Regions from separate parts of the Zea mays genome. Here region 2 is linked to region 1. Evidence: chromatin contacts called from public Hi-C data. All regions are on one chromosome and are shown on one strand. Each heading gives the region's core, a stretch centred on a gene start, on an enhancer-like site or on the middle of the called end of the contact. The rest is flanking DNA. Distances are from core to core; before and after follow the strand shown.

Region 1 (2,938 bases), core at 107-2,606:
CCTCCAATCCCTCGTGATTCCCTTGTCACCAAATTAGCCCTCAAAGGGAGGCTAAACCCCACAACCTAAATCTTTCAGACTAGCCGGAAGCAGCTATATGAAAATTACATGGAAAGCAACACTGCGAACATTATGACTCACCTAGAGAAAACATAGAATTTATTTAAATAGTTTCGACTTCCTACTATATATATAAGTTCAGTCTTTTGAAAGTTCTGGCGAAAAGATTATTTTATTATTAGGATGCCAATGAAAAAGAAACTGCTGAAGTAGCTCAACGCAGTCATTGAATGGATTAAACATCAATAATAATCAATTTAGATCCAAAAGCGTCAAGCTTATTAGCTTATACTAGCATCAATTTGTGCTCCAACATGGCCTAGGATCTAGAAAGAATAATGCCTGGTTACCACCGAAAGCTATAGCGACCCCTTCATTTTCATCAAAATAAAAAAAAACTGGCTTGCCTTCATTGCCGTTCATTTAGATTTTTCTTTCCTTCGCACGATTTTATTATATTTTCAGCCATATATCGTGAGGATTAAAGGGGTGTTTGGTTTGTAGGGACTAATATTTAGTTCCATCATTTTATTCCATTTTAGACTATAAATTGTCAAATATAGAAACTAGAATAAAGTTTTAGTTTTTATATTTGGCAATTTTAAAACTAAAATGGAATAAAATGTGGAGACTAAAAATTAGTCCCTAGAAACCAAACACCACTTAATACGTAGTAGGCTATCTTAAAGACCTCTGACTATTAATATTAATTAAGACAAGATAAAAATACAATAATTGGGAATATGTACAAAGAGAAAGAGGTCGGAAGGTCACTTACACATTATCGAAGAGGTAAGCCTTCCCGTTCTTGCAATGGAAGCTCTGAAAATCAAGACATCGATTCCCATCATCCGTCATCGCATTCGCCGCGACGCCGAAATTAGCTTAGGAATTTCGCGTGCGCTCGTGCTGGAAGACGCGCCCAATTAAAGAAAGCGAGAGAACACGACACGACGGACCTTGGAGACGATGTCGTCGGCGACGGCGAGGAGTGTGCCGCAGCGCTTGCAGCTGTAGACGTTGCCGTCCACGTCGTCGAGCTTGAGAGGACCGGCACCGGCGGCGTCCGTGTTGACGGTGAAGCGATTGGTCGTCTCAGTGATGGCGTCCACGGCGGCCGCGGCGGCGGCGTTCTCCTCAGGCGTGGTGGCTGCTGCCATACTTTCTTCGGCGGCGCTAGGCCGCTAACCACCTTCTTCGGTGTGTGCCCTGCCGGAGCGATCGGAAGAATCGAGGACCGTGCTGCTAGGACGGAGTGGTAAGCAAACCAAACCGAGCGAGGACCTGGTTTGCTTGGTGTCCAACGACAAGTCGACAACGACGTCTCGTGAGTCGTGATCTCGTCGTTGGGTCGAGAGAGTGCGTTGCAGCGGAATACCGAATATACCCCCACACGGCCACACCCACAGTCCCAAACGGTTGACTTGAAGCGTACCTTCGACTTCGACCGAGATGGCGTCGACATCGCCAAGACCGGTGAGCTCGGCAAGGGCACAAATGGGTATTCTCCTCGCTGATGGTCATCAACGTATGATCGTATCGTAATTGGTCGAGGACTGAAGACTAATCGATTGGTCCCAATTTGCTGACCAGCGGACAAACGCCACCTCATTCACACCACTATTCCCCACTTACGTACGTTTGATGAGTTATTTCTTTAGATGAGCAGAACCGACCATGTTATTTGTCTAGATGAGTAGGAGTGATCATGCTCGAACTTCATTTGTTATATATGGGGTTGTTTGAATGCTCTCCTTAAAGCTATCTCCAGCAGCGAGCGCAAAAGGACTCCGTACACATTTTTTCGCACTCGTGCTTAACTATACACCTTTCGAGGCTCGGGGCTGATGTCGGATACCTGGAACAAAGGGTCGAAGGCCTCCCAAAGACGGCCCACGAACCGCGACGAGACGAGGCGAGCGAGCGCACGCACGTGTGGTTTTCCACACTCTCTCCTCTCATCCATGACTTGGTGAGTGAGTATAGCCTCCATATTTAAACTAGTTCACTCCACTTGGACTAGCAATATGATACTAATAGTTCCACCATACCCATACATGGGCTTTTGAGATTTTTCTAGGATTTAATTGAATTTCTCAATTGGGTGTAGCCTATAAATCCAACACCGAAGAGTCTCTGTCAAGCACGATGCCGGATACGTATCTCCGCTGACCAGTGGGACCAGACAACCCCAGTCGCAAAGACCTCAACATCGGGGGTCTCTACAGTGACCCATACATAGGAGGGGACAGGGTAATACACGGTACCAGGCATACGCCTACGCATGAGGAAAGGTGACGGTAAGGGGATGACGACAGATGAAGTTGTACTGAAGACATCCCTAAACCACAATTTGAGTTGACTCAACAGGATCACCAAGCACCGCCTTGTCTAAATCAGAGTGGTTATATGAAGGCGGACGGGACACGATGCCATACCAGAGGTACGGCGGCGCACGACCCTCAAACGACTCCATAGGGGCTACGAGGCCTAGAAGCGCGACCCAGTAGACGAGACTATAGGGGCTACGAGGTCTAGAAGGAGGAGGTTGAACTCCTCCCCAGTAGAATACAAGTTCTCATTGTAACGTCTACCCTTGAGCTATAAAAGAGCAAGTACCCTTGAGCTATAAAAGGGCAAGACAACCCCTATACAGAGACATCCCGCAGCTTTCCACAAGCACCCAACTGTAACACGCTTCAAGTAATACCACTGTCAACACTGTCTGAACTAGAGCTCTGGCCTGAACCAGTATAAGCCTTTCGCCTCAGATTCACCTTCGAGCCCCAGTAGCTCACCATTCGGAGTGAGTCTGCGCTAACATCCCTAAACCCTAAACCCTAAACCAAATCTTATTGTCCTCCGGTTTCAGAAACCA
Region 2 (2,756 bases), core at 51-2,550, 280 kb before region 1:
TTGCCCGCGGTGTCTCAGCTCAAGAACCTGATGGCTATTGGGCCCACTTGCCAGTGAGGCATGGCCCACGAAATCCATAATCCAGCATGGAAAGAACTAGCGCGGCAGCTGGTTCTGCCGCTTCTCCTTTTTCGCGGTTCGCGATTACGAAAAAGCTCTTCCCGCCGGCGCGTCCCTCGGCCCTCGGGCGGGGCAGAACTGCAGAATCCTCCGGAAAACCCTTCGCGCCCAATGCATGCCCGCTATTTCCTTCCCCTCTCTCCGTCCGCGTCTCTGCGCCTATGCCCATCTTTTTTGTCTCCGACTCTCATGGCGACGCGGCGGCGCCTCTCTCCGACTTTCTTCGGCGGGCTCCGAGCCCGGGAGCACGGTGGCGCTAGTGGCTCCTCCCGCGCCACAGCGGGGCTCCCTTACCTCGCCGACCTCTCCTCTAACCCCGGCGGCCGCGGCGGCGGGGTCATAGCTGTTGAGCACTCCGGTGACCCCGTGATCCCCTTCGCCATCTCCTTCGGCAAGGTTCGGAGTCTGGTACTGTTGGGGACTTGTTCTCAAATGCTATGAATTAAGAACAAGACAACATAAAATGTTAAATATTAATGCCCTTCGTTCGCTGAAGAATTATTTTCCCAAGGATTTAATGAACTTCGGACGAATGCCATAAGCAAAATATCACGAAGGGCTCACCTTCGTGATCAAACTTATAAAACAATGAAAAATGAAATATAAAGTGTAAAACATTAGGAAAGAATGTACCAAAAACAAATAATACTATTCACATATTTTATTATATGAACATAAACATTAAAACATAGTATTTGATCATTTTTATACCTTCGTCTTAGCGGAAAGCAGTAATTTCATCGTAATGTGCCAGTAATTACAAGATTGCGTGAACAGTGCCGAAGTACTATTCACCTATTTATAGGCATATGGTGCAATCTGCGTAAAATTACATTTAAGTCCTTTATAATTGATTACAATAATGACACAAAATATCATGGGTCTTTAAGTCAATCCATCTTTAAGTCGGTTCGGCCCTTCGTCTTGAGATATATCGTTATGCTGAAGCTTTCTAGGTAATAGCTTCGATGCTTGTTCCTGAGAGAGTCTGACGAAAATGTTCTCTTTCTTTATGATCTTCGGCTACGAAGCATACCAACACGAACCTCTGTTTTTTTAACAAGTGATCTTTCATTCGTCTCGCGTGCTTTTGCATAGTCAGATCTTCTTTGTAGTTGCGATTTGCGTGTACCAATCTTATGGACTGTTTCTTCCTCACAGACTGCACAGACCTGTAACCTCCTGGCGGTCGCCGACGAAGACGGGTATGTTGGCCTCTACGACACCCGCCGGCGCCTTCCTTCCACCTCCTCGTCACTAGAGAAGTCAGGTCGGTTGGAAACCCATCCTTCTTCCCCGATTTGATCCAAGATTTTGGTGTGCTCTGGCTTGCATTGGGTACCTCGTGCAGTCTGTTTCCTTCCAACCTGGCGTCGTCCTTTTGCAGCTGAAACAAGGGTGCCCGACTGGGTTGCTCACAACAATGCAATATTTGACGTGTGCTGGATCAAGGTAAAGTCACTTGCACTGGTTGTAACAGTCTAACGAAAGAGCCGATCCACAGGTTTAAAATCTCAGCGATACTTGTACACCTTTCTGACGGAGTTTCAATCGTATGTGTTACTGATGTAGGAGGGATCCCAGATACTGACTGCATCGGGCGATCAAACTGTAAGTCGCAACAGGATCACACCAGTTTTTTGAACTATGAAAATCCTAGTTTTCTGCAAATTCTCATTATTATCGTTCTGCATCAGGTCAAAATTTGGAGTGTAGGAAACAGGAAATGCATTGGTGTCTTGTCTGGGCATACTGGGAGCGTGAAGTCGCTGTCTTGCCATTCTTCAAATCCTGGTTAGTAATGTATATCCTGAAATGAATGGCTGAAGCCTTTCAGTTTAATTTTATGTACGTTTAATCATCAAATGTTGGCCACATACTCCTGACTAAGTAGCCTTTTTCTTTTCTTTGCAGAGCTCATTGTTTCCGGTTCAAGGGATGGTTCATTTGCTCTCTGGGATTTAAGATGTGACCCTAAATCTCCAAACAGCCACGGTGAAACGTGCCTCACGTATGTTGTACTATTGCTAATAAATTTTCTTCCAACTACTATTTTTAAGTGATCATAAATGTTTGTAGCGACAATACAAATTCAATGAACAAAGTTGTGCTACATGTTAGATCTTCTGCTGTTGTCAGAGAAGCCCACAGTCCCATACAGAGAAACCGAACCCGGTCTCGAGCAAAGGTATTACTTCAGCATGATATGGCTTTTGCTTGTGATGATCTTATGTCCTCTTATACTTATGTTGGTTTGCTGAAATTGGTGACGTTTAGGCGGCTTCAACTAGCATCACATCAGTTCTTTATCTGAAAGATGGTGTCTCCATTGCTACTTCTGGAGCAGCAGACAAGTAAGCTGCTCTTTCATTTTTTATTCTGCATAGTATTATTAGTCGCGATATTATTGGGAATACAATGCACTTACTTGATGGTGAATTAGCCTCATCATCTAGTCTTTCCGTTTCTTGAAAAAAAATCTATTTTGTAGAATAATTAATATTCATATATATTCAAATACTAACATTTTACCTCTTTAAATGTATGCCAGTGTTGTGAAGATATGGGATACACGGAACCTGGAAGTGCCGGTCTCCAACAAAAACTCTCAAGCAGGGGCCCTGCCTTTGGTAAAC

Evidence for each region. Hi-C and Micro-C count contacts between places; a contact is called where the count stands out from the background.
Region 2: a contact with region 1 is called in a Hi-C map of ear, with 2.5 times the contacts expected there. The contact joins the promoter of LOC100273556 here to the promoter of LOC100285476 in region 1. A contact is called at or near these places in 2 of 25 Hi-C or Micro-C datasets (ear and tassel).

What each region holds. Positions count from the first base shown.
Region 1 is chr1:270,278,421-270,281,358 of Zm-B73-REFERENCE-NAM-5.0, reverse strand. It overlaps LOC100285476 (protein yippee-like), which reads right to left and starts at 1,356. Exons shown (of 5, transcript NM_001158369.2): 1 at 1,020-1,356; 2 at 839-882. The coding sequence starts at 1,220.
Region 2 is chr1:270,558,445-270,561,200 of Zm-B73-REFERENCE-NAM-5.0, reverse strand. It overlaps LOC100273556 (Transducin/WD40 repeat-like superfamily protein), which reads left to right and starts at 1,300. Exons shown (of 14, transcript NM_001147974.1): 1 at 1,300-1,390; 2 at 1,508-1,572; 3 at 1,693-1,731; 4 at 1,818-1,914; 5 at 2,035-2,131; 6 at 2,200-2,308; 7 at 2,398-2,474; 8 at 2,672-2,750. The coding sequence starts at 2,216.